Linked DNA regions of Mus musculus: regions 1 and 2 are each linked to region 3. The links are chromatin contacts, called in public Hi-C maps. All regions are on one chromosome and are shown on one strand. Each heading gives the region's core, a stretch centred on a gene start, on an enhancer-like site or on the middle of the called end of the contact. The rest is flanking DNA. Distances are from core to core; before and after follow the strand shown. Region 1 holds the start of Trmt9b (tRNA methyltransferase 9B). Region 2 has its middle 96 kb from the start of Trmt9b. Region 3 overlaps Gm35520 (a long non-coding RNA gene).

Region 1 (2,991 bases), core at 45-2,544, 260 kb before region 3:
GAGGAACGGAGCCTATAGAGGGCCCTCTTTTCAGACGTGGCCATCAACAAAGCAGCAGTTCTTTGCAATGGTTTCCTTAGTGATTGGATGCTTTGCAACTTGTCACAGTCTCCTTTTAAATGCACCACACACAGCCAGCCAGTGGCTCCTGGACATTCCTCCCCAGAGATCTTTATCTCCAGAGACCCACCCCAAGTGTCCCTAGGTCACTGATGGATCACATCACCAGAGCTGTTTACACGGCTGTAGCAGGCTTCTTGATCTCTGAAAAATCCAACAACTTTCCCTTCACTAAATTTCAATACAAATTAATCACCCCCCCCCAGGAAGCAGAAAGAATAGATACCTTAACGGGCTATAGGAATAACAGTGCTTTTATCTGGGGGCTGGGGAGGGGGAGTGTTAAATGCCCTTTACTGGTGTATTAGGAATAACCTTAATTTCCAAGCTAGACGGATATAGTCTTTTCCTGCATGAAATTTCCTAGGTGCATTTTAAAGATTTCATGCACACCAACTAATACATAAAGAAAGGCCGGGCTCGGAGTTGTTTGCATCTTTGTCTCTTTTTATATGTTATTTCTGACAAAGAGCTCAAGTTAATTCTAACAGGCGCACACAGGAGGCACGTATCATTGTATAGATCCCACCATCCTGTTTTGACTTTCCTTCCAATAAACTGTATTTTCATTCTCAGCTTTGGAAACTTTCAGGCTGCTGAGTTATCTTAGTTCCCGCCTCCTGCTGGGTAGAAAACCATTTCCCAAGTCACGGCTTTTAAAGGGAAAGATACACGTGCGACCAGAAACAAAAATACAACTTCACCTTTATACTTCTGAGCTTGTCGCCTTGGACTCCGAGAGCCTATTTATCCTCCCTGCCATCTGAAAAACGTCCTGCAAGGCATGCTGCTCTGCTTTGGTCACATCTCAAGTTTGCAGGGTAAACAGGTTCTCCCACCATTAACAAGGATGGCCGAGAAAGACCAGGAACTCACCCAGGCTTGCAGATTCCCGGGCGCTCTGGCAGTCCTTGGGGTGCACAGCCGCTGCAACTCGGGCAGCGGAGATTCGGGTCACCATAGAGCGGTGCAGACGAAGGTCAGCACCAGGTTTTGGGCGGTCTTTGCCCGGGATCCGGGCGGGAGGCTCGGCCGAGCTCTAGCTCGGAGCTCTTCAGTAGCGCAGCCCGGGCTATCCAGGATGCAACTTCCACGGGTCGGCCTAGGAGCGTGAGAATGAAAGGGAGAGGACTAGAGAGAGGGACAGGGGGCGGGGAAGGGTTTTTGGGAGTACGCGCGGGACGGAAGCGCGCGCCCGGGCTAGAGCGCGGCTCCGTAGAGAAGTTGGAATGCAGCCGCGAGGCCGCGCGCATTCAGGCTCCGGTGGGGACCTCCTGCCGAGCTGCACCGCTTGGGCGCCAGAGTGACAGCTGCGACTTCCCACGACCCCCACCCAGCGGAGTCCCCACCGCCTGGGCCCGCCCTCACCTCTCCCCAGGCTACAACCGCAAGCCCGCGGCGCCTCCGAGTCGGCTCGGCGCGGCGCGGGCGCGCGGCGTAGCCCAAGCCGTGTGGCTGCTCTGTCTGTCCCCTGCGATCGCCGCGCCCGGACGCGCCAGAGGCTGGGCTCAGGATGACCTTCCTGTCTCCCACCTCCAGTGTCTGGTGGGGTGAAGGGTCCTAAGTGGGAGAGACGCCACTGGGCGGGTACACCTGGCGGGCCTTAAGCGCAGCTCAGTACCTGTGGTGACACCACGTGACCCTGAGCCCAACTCTTCCCCTTTGATCCTGACCGCAACCTACTGTAAAGGAAAAATCCCTACCGGGTATCTGGGCACGTGGGCTGACTCAGGATTGGAGGAATCAAGTCCAGCCTGTCACCGCACAGGCACGCTTGCTCAATCTTTTGAATGTTTTGCTAAAACGAGCGGGTCAAAAGCCGCGTATATCACAACAGTGCAGGGTGGGATATAGAAGCGATCACCCAAAATGGATATAGATCATTGTTTTTGCAATAATAGTGTTAATTGCTTTCAGTGTCTTAGCTGGTAACCTTCAACCCCTATTCGTAAACAACACAGTTACAGGCAGGGTTCTTTGTACTTTTTTTTTTTTTTTTTAAATACATGTTCCCCGGAGTCGGAGCCCAATACATTCAGTAATGCTTTGCTGGCTTTTGGATAAGACCCTGATGTTGTTGAGTTTCTGTCCTGTTATAAGTGTTGGTAAGGACTCATCTTAAGGTCTCACAAAGACAATGTGCATTTAAAACGCCACAAGGAGGACTGCTGGAGATTAGTTTAATTCAGGGATAGTGTTCTAGTACTCAGGCTACTGGGGTGGCCCAGGGAGAACTTCTGTTTGGATTTCTATTGCAATGTCACAAATAACAAAATAACCATCTCCTAGTCCTCTGTAGAAACCTCTGCAGGTGCTGAGGCACACATGTGGTTTCTGATCGATCAATAAAGATGTTAGCGGCCAGTGGCCAAAGGAGACGGGACAGAACCCTTAGGGTTGTTGCACAGGCTAGGAAGTAGGGGAGAGGTGACAGAGGAGCGCCAGGACCCAAGGAAAAAGGATGGGACGCAGGAGTGGCAGGTGATAAAGCCAACCACATAAACACACACAGACACACACACACACATGGAGTAATAAATAAAATGTTAAAGAAATGAAAAAGGAAATAGTATGAAGATGTCAGTAATGATACACATGACATTCGTAGTAAGAAGAATTTCAACAGAAACAATGAATATTCTCTTACAATGAATGATGATATGTGTTGACGTAGCATCTATAGAAACCAGACCACTGTAGAATGCTGAGAAGCTAATGCCTGTTTTTTTTTTCTGGACTTAACAGAAGAAAACAAAACAAACAAACAAACAACCACTATATACTGCCTAATTAGCTTGGTTCCTTTTTAAATGACCTTTTATGACGACGCTATGTGATATTATTCATTATTGTGACGGTGATGACGTTACT
Region 2 (3,341 bases), core at 703-3,202, 160 kb before region 3:
CTCACAAAAGTGCCAGGCTGGTTAGAGACTGCCTGGAGAGGGCATTTCTGTGTTCGATGCCCAAGCTGATGGAGTCCTTTAAAAACTAAACGCTATGCAACAAAAAGTGTTGGCTATATTGGTCACATTGACTGTTATCTGTTTTATTTAGCACCCCCACCCCACCCCAAACACACATTTTCTGGAACAAAGATCCAGTCTTCTGAAAGATAATGTATGGCAAACACAGTATGGTACCCAGAGGTCACTGGGAGTAGTGAACATACAGACTTGTCCCTAAGAGCAAACCGATGAGACATCTGCGTACGCAGGAGTCTGATTTGAACAGTGTGAATGCTTGTCAGAAGTTGCTTGTGGGGAGCTCTACAAATATTTAAAAATAAAGCCAACAAGTTCTAGATGAGAAATCGCGGGCCCATATGTCTGAGGGCAGGAACTCGCACATTGAACTCTGGCAGAACCATTCGCTTGCACAAAAGGCCACCATAACCTTGCCCAGAAAACACTGACGCGAGGAAATCTGCCCAGCAACTGCCTGCTTAACCTTGGACTGATGCCACTATTGTTATTGATCCTCCTTACCAAGGGTAATTGCTTCAAAACAACTTATGTAAGCCTTTCCATTTTGCCTTAAAAGCCCTCGTCTCTCTTTGTATCCCTAACTCTGTACATCGTTTATTATGGCACACAACTCCCGGAAATGATAGCTTTATTGTTTTGGGTGAATCTTCCTTCATTTGTTACTTTAGGTTGACGATAGCAACAGAAGCATTTATTTCATAATGGGGCGCTTCAAATGCCGCCTGTGCATTTAACATTAGACAACTGCAATGTGTGACTTTTAGGTGTTCAGCTAGCTGCGTGATTCTGAACTATTTATGAGTGAAATAATTAGGATTCTGATATTTGAGTCGATATAAGAATTGTTCAGAATAGACTGAGCAGGTGTGTTCGTTAGCTTTCTACCACTGTAATAATGCACAAGGTATTCATCTTAGACAGGAAAAGGTCTATGCTGCCTCAGAGTTTTAGGGGGTCTAATCAGGCAGACTAGCTGTTTCCGGGTTTCCAGTGAGAATTCCCGTGACAGTGGTAGGGAGCATGGGACACAGCTGCTCCGCTTATTACATGAAGGCAGAGTGAGAAGAGAGTCAGGGTTCTGTGATCCCCTGTAGAGTGGTCTCCCAATGACCTAAGGATACCTTCCTTAGGTTCCGTTTTTTTTTTAAGAGTTCTCCACCTAATAGTACCTTCTTGGGGACTAAATATGCAAACCATGGGTCTTTGGAGGACATTAGAGAGTATGCACAACAAAACAATGCTGCCACAAGATAACGGCTGGAAGAGTTTGATAATACTATTTTCTGTACATCTGTGAATGTTAATTATTTTCACAATTATGAACAGGAATGAAAGTACGAATCATTGACGTTTCCCCCTGGAAACAGAGCAAAAGAGGCTGTTTTCTCCCACACTGCTCTGCTCACAGTGGCCAACAGCCCTCTTCTCTACAGAAAAGTAGTTTCCCCACTAGAGTAGACGTGTCTATTGTGAATGGGAGGCATCCTGTAGGCAGGAGAGACTGTGGATGGGAAATAAGGGTAGGGTGATTACACAAACCCACAGAGGTGTTACACACCAATGGGAGGCTGTTGTTACACACCAATGGGAGGCTGTTGGTCATATAGGTAGCATCCACTTGTTTACATGGAGAAATGTATATGTACGTATATATGATCATAGAAATGATGTATTGCATTTAATATATTTAACAAGTGTTGGTACTGCATTTAAATGTGTATTCCATCTGGGCTTTATTTTAGAGCAGGGAAGAAGTATATAATTTCCTTCCCCAAATCATGAGCCTGTCACATTGACTGAACAAGTCACAGTTTGCCCCACAGCGCGGTAAGTCATGCTAATCGAATCCCACCTCCTAAGGTCTGCTCAGCCTAGTCGATTCTTTGGGTCTGCATATTTTAGCACCTATGTCACTGTGCAAACGATGCTGGCATGGAATGTGATACAGAAATCGGAAAGTTCAACTTCCCTCTTATAAAAATCATTTCAGTTTCGTTTGCATTTTAAATTCCTTCCTACTACTTTGCATTTTCAGATAAAATCTAAAATAACCTTGCCAACTTTCTTACCGAATGAATTTTAAATTATACTTTTATTACATTCATATATTCTTTAGGTGGGATTTAAAGAACCCTGAACATGCGAATGGGTTTTCTGAAAATTACACTTTATGTATTATAAAAATCCTCTATCAGAGAATATAAAATGCATGGTACATTTGATTTTCTTTTAAGAAGCTAAGATCCTACCTTCTAAAATTCTTAGTTCTTTGCTTAATGTTTCTTCTAGAATATATCAAGGTAAGTCTTTACTTCCAGGATTTTGGGCAATGTAGATCCTGAACACATAACTGTCTTTGAATACTCTTTATTTCTAGTGTATGTTTGAGTTTCTGATGAATACTGTATTTTTAGCTTTTGAATCTAGCTGAATGTCAGAGCACTACCTAGTGCCCACGTTTGGAAGTTGGGCTCCCCCTGCTGGTTGGTTTAATAACTTTCTCCCCCTCTCAGGGCCCTTTAAAATGAAATTCTGTCCTCCAGTATATTGAGAGAAAGATAAAAGTACTTGCTCGCTGATGTGGTCAATTGCCTATGTGGATAGAATTTATTGATGTGAGGCCTATAAGATTATATAACTAAAGCCTGGCAGTGATGGTGTGTGCCTTTAATCCCTTTAATCCCAGCACTCAGGAGACAGAGGCAGGCCCATCTCTGTGATTTCAAGGCCAACCTAGTCTATGGAGTGAGTTCCAAGGACCTTGAGGGCTACCCAAAGAAAAAACACCACAGATACACGGGCACATAGATACACAGATACACGATAGATAGATAAATAGATAGATAGACCAATTTTAAAAATAAAATAATAAAAAAATCCAATGTAACCAATTATAAAGTGCATGAACCAGGAATGAAGAAGAAATAGCTGTTACTTGAAGGCACTGGTTGTGTGGTTGTCAGTGGTTAACAGCTAGCTTTCTGAGGAGCTTTCCTTGTGGCCTCTACTAATTTTTCTGGTGCCGATACATCAACTGTGATCCACTGAAAGCTTAGAGTTTGATGTCACTACACATGGAGCTATAAAGCATGCGATACTTAGCTCTATCAACTACCACATGAGAAAGCTTGATTTAAATTTTGTTCCCTGCACAGTCTTAATAAAAGGGCATGGTGCACAGAATAAAATTCAAACACCTTCAAATTATGGAGATCCAAATTTAATCCAACTCCGTGGCTTTCTGGTGTTAAGCAGTGTGT
Region 3 (3,292 bases), core at 413-2,912:
CTGTGTTCCACACTGACACAGCTATTCGGCTGCTAACACCATCTCTTAGACACTTAGTTCTGTAGGAAAATAGATGTATTACAGAAATGGTATCAAAATTCCATGAGCTGACATACTAGCTAGAAAGCAGTGGGAACTTTGAAAGTTTATAAGTAGGACTGACAAGAAGAAGGAAGACCAAAGTGTGGATGCTTCAGTCCTTCTTAGAAGGGGGAGCAAAACACCCATGGGAAGAGATATAGAGACAAAGTGTGGAGTAGGGACTGAAGGAAAGGCCATCCGGAGACTGCCTCACCTGGGGATCCATCCACTATACAGTCACCAAACCCAGACACTAGTGTGGATGCTAAAAGGTGCTTGCTGACAGGAGCCTGATATAGCTGTCTTCTGAGAGGCTCTGCCAGTGCCTGACAAATACAGAGGTAGATGCTCACAGCTATCCATTGGATTGAGTACAGGGTCCCCAATGGAGGAGCTAGAGAAAGTACCCAAGGAGCTGAAGGTGTTTGCAGCCCCATAAGAGGAACAACAATATGAACAACAATACCCCCCCCAGAGCTCCCAGGGACTAAACAACCAACCAAAGAGTACACATGGAGGGACCCATGGCTCCAGCTGCTTATGTAGCAGAGGATGGCCTTGTTGGTCATCAATGGGAGGAGATGTCCTTGATCCTGTGAAGGCTTGATTCTCCAGTGTAGGGGAACGCTAGGACCAGGAAGTGGGAGTGGGTGGAAGGGTGGGTTTTCGGAGGGAAACAAGGAAAGGGGATAATATTTGAAATGTAAATAAAGAAAGTATCTAATAAAAAGAGAAAGAAAGAAAGGTGGGGCTGAACCAAGACTTCATAAGTGATGTCATGGAATCATAAGTTCCGGAGGTCTCTGTGTCTAAAACGACAGCACTCAGAAGAATTGTTTCCAGTTCATTTGCTTAGAATTCCCTCTTTTTTCTTAACAGCTGAGAAATATGCCATTATGTAAATAGACCACATTTTATTATGGACATCTTGGCTGCTTCCATTTACTGGCCATTATACATAGAGCAACCATGAATATGAATGAGCAGGTAGCAGACTCGCTGTAGTAGAACATACAGTCCTTGGGTATACACCCAAGAGTGGTATAGCTGGATAATATAGTAGATCTATTTTGAGATCTTTGAGGAACATGCACACTGTTGTTCCATGAGCTGTAGGGACATCTTGCTGTGCTGGTCACTGTTGCGGTTCGTGGGTGTCAGTAACAGCTGTGTAGGATTATTGGCTGTCTGCTTGCCTTAGCAGTTTGCAATATACCTTCCAGGACTCTGAAAGCCAGCCTTCAGATTAGATCCAGCTCAAAGCCTCCAAGTTCTGTGTCTGAGCTGGGCATCATCCACAGTGTCCTTACTGAAACCACATGTCCATGATATTAAATATAAATTTAGAGTTCAAATGTGGGATGTTTAGACAGACATCAGGCATTGTGTTTTCCTGTGAAGAAAGAGGAACTTGTGGAGATATTTTTTCTGGTGTCATAAAATTGTTTCAAGAAATAACTATTCTTAATTTCTCTACTGGGTTCAGTTGGAGATTCATTAAATTCCCAGATTTCTAAAAATTTCTCGTATTTAATGCTGCCCAGAATTTTCCTTGTAGGGACACAAGCACCATCTACTGGCCGTGATGATCAACTGCAGATTAAAATACTGAAGAAAATTTTCAGTCAAGCTTGCATTCCTGTATAGCTATAGAAAAAAAAGAAAAAAAAAGTGAAAGAAATAGGGAGATGCAGGGTATGGTGGCTTATACATTTAATGTCATCACCTGGGAGAAAGAGGTAGGAAGATCTCTGGGAGTTCAAGGGCTACTTTGGCTCCATAGTGAATGTTAAGCTACGTAGTACCGGCTTCATGGAGATACTGTCTAAACAGATAAACAAATCTACAATATTTGCTTTTCCATATTTACACTTGAGTTTCCTTTCTTGCCTTAAATGAAAAAAAAAGAAGGAAAAGAAGGAATTTAAATGCAATGACAAACAAACAAAACAACAACAACAACAACAACAACAAAACTAGGATCTCGAGCCTCAAGTGGCCATTTCTTGTAGCCAGGTAAGACGACCACTGGAAGAATAAGGACAGCAACCCACCCACAAAGCCTTTAACTCAAAATGTGTCCTGTTTACGTGACATGCAGGGACAAAGATGGAGCAGAGACTGAGGGAATGGCCAACAAATAACTGGCCCAACTTGAGACCCATCCCATGGACCAAAACCAGTCCCTGACATGATAAATGATACTGTTATGCTTGCAGATGGGAGGCTAGAATAGCTGTCCTCTGAGAGGCTCCACCCAGAAGCTAATGCAAACAGAAACAGAGACCCATAGCCAAACATTAGGGAGCTGGGGGAGTCTTGTGGAGGAGTTGAGGAAAGGATTGGGGGACTTTACAGGAAGACCAACAGAGTCAACTATGCTGGACCCTTGGGGGCTCCCAGAAACTGAACCACCAACCAAAGAGCAAGCATGGGCTGGACCTGGGCCCCCTCACACATATGTAGCAGATGTGCAGCTCAGTCTTCATGCAGGTCCCCCAACAACTGGAGCCGGGGCTTATCCTGACTTCTGCATGCCTGCGGATCCCATTTCCCTAACTGAGCCACTTTGTCTGGCCTCAGTGGGAGGGGATGTACCTAATTCTGCAGTGATTTGATGAGGCAGGATCGGTTAGTTACAGAGGAGGAGGGCCTCTTCTCCTTCACTGAGAAGGGGCTGTGGGGGGCAGGAGAGGGGGCTGCGATCTGGATGTAAAGTGAATAATTAATGAAAAGAATAATCTCACTTCTCTGTTAAATTAAAAAGCAAACAAACAAACAAAAACTAGCCCTGTGGATGCGAGGGAGGACCAGGTGACTCTCCTACTGAGCTGCTTTCCAGGACCAGATGCACTGATGGTTTGTCTTTGTTACATTGTTTCTTTTAACATAGCTTCAAACATCAGCAGCTACTTTGGCTAACAACAGATTCATAAAAAGCACCAGGCACTTAGTCCTCTCATTCCTCCCCCCTCCCTGTGAGCCAATCCCATTAGTGGTAAACCTTTGTTCATTTGGACATGTTTTTAGATAGATGCGGCTCACTGGAAGTTTAGTCATGCTAAATTGATAGAAAATTGGAAAAAAAAACAATTGCAGCAGGAAGAGCCAGCCATATGCCACAATTTTTCATTTGTATGAAATGTCTCAATTGATAAATCCAAACTACCCATGACAGTGTTCCAAGATCCAAAATGCATAATGATTGATG

Evidence for each region. Hi-C and Micro-C count contacts between places; a contact is called where the count stands out from the background.
Region 1: a contact with region 3 is called in a Hi-C map of cortical neurons, with 2.7 times the contacts expected there. The contact joins the promoter of Trmt9b here to the enhancer-like site in region 3. A contact is called at or near these places in 11 of 39 promoter capture datasets (the 3T3-L1 cell line, the C10 cell line, embryonic stem cells and 5 more), 28 of 484 Hi-C or Micro-C datasets (the C10 cell line, the C3H10T1/2 cell line, the HL-1 cell line and 13 more), 11 of 115 datasets of contacts at active chromatin or transcription factors (T-cell acute lymphoblastic leukemia, craniofacial prominence, embryonic forebrain and 5 more) and 2 of 9 other capture datasets (embryonic stem cells and pancreatic islet).
Region 2: a Hi-C map of cortical neurons shows a contact between it and region 3, with 5 times the contacts expected there. The contact joins two enhancer-like sites. A contact is called at or near these places in 1 of 15 datasets of contacts at CTCF or cohesin (the NIH/3T3 cell line), 24 of 484 Hi-C or Micro-C datasets (B cells, B-cell progenitors, the G1E-ER4 cell line and 14 more) and 4 of 115 datasets of contacts at active chromatin or transcription factors (CD4 single positive thymocytes, cardiomyocytes, embryonic stem cells and 1 more).

Annotation. Positions count from the first base shown.
Region 1 is chr8:36,456,389-36,459,379 of GRCm38.p6, reverse strand. It overlaps Trmt9b (tRNA methyltransferase 9B), which reads right to left and starts at 1,294. Exons shown (of 5, transcript NM_176952.5): 1 at 997-1,294.
Region 2 is chr8:36,360,667-36,364,007 of GRCm38.p6, reverse strand. No RefSeq gene overlaps it. Among named protein-coding and RNA genes, the nearest start is that of Trmt9b, 96 kb to the left of the region's middle. Within about 2 kb of position 1,952, at least 11 of the 459 cell types and tissues checked have an H3K27ac peak or open chromatin away from gene starts, as enhancers often do. A contact at or near this core is called in cortical neurons, where this site is marked.
Region 3 is chr8:36,200,536-36,203,827 of GRCm38.p6, reverse strand. It overlaps Gm35520 (a long non-coding RNA gene), which reads right to left. Exons shown (of 4, transcript XR_870363.2): 4 at 981-1,728. Among named protein-coding and RNA genes, the nearest start is that of Gm39165, 6.5 kb to the left of the region's middle. Within about 2 kb of position 1,662, at least 7 of the 459 cell types and tissues checked have an H3K27ac peak or open chromatin away from gene starts, as enhancers often do. A contact at or near this core is called in cortical neurons, where this site is marked.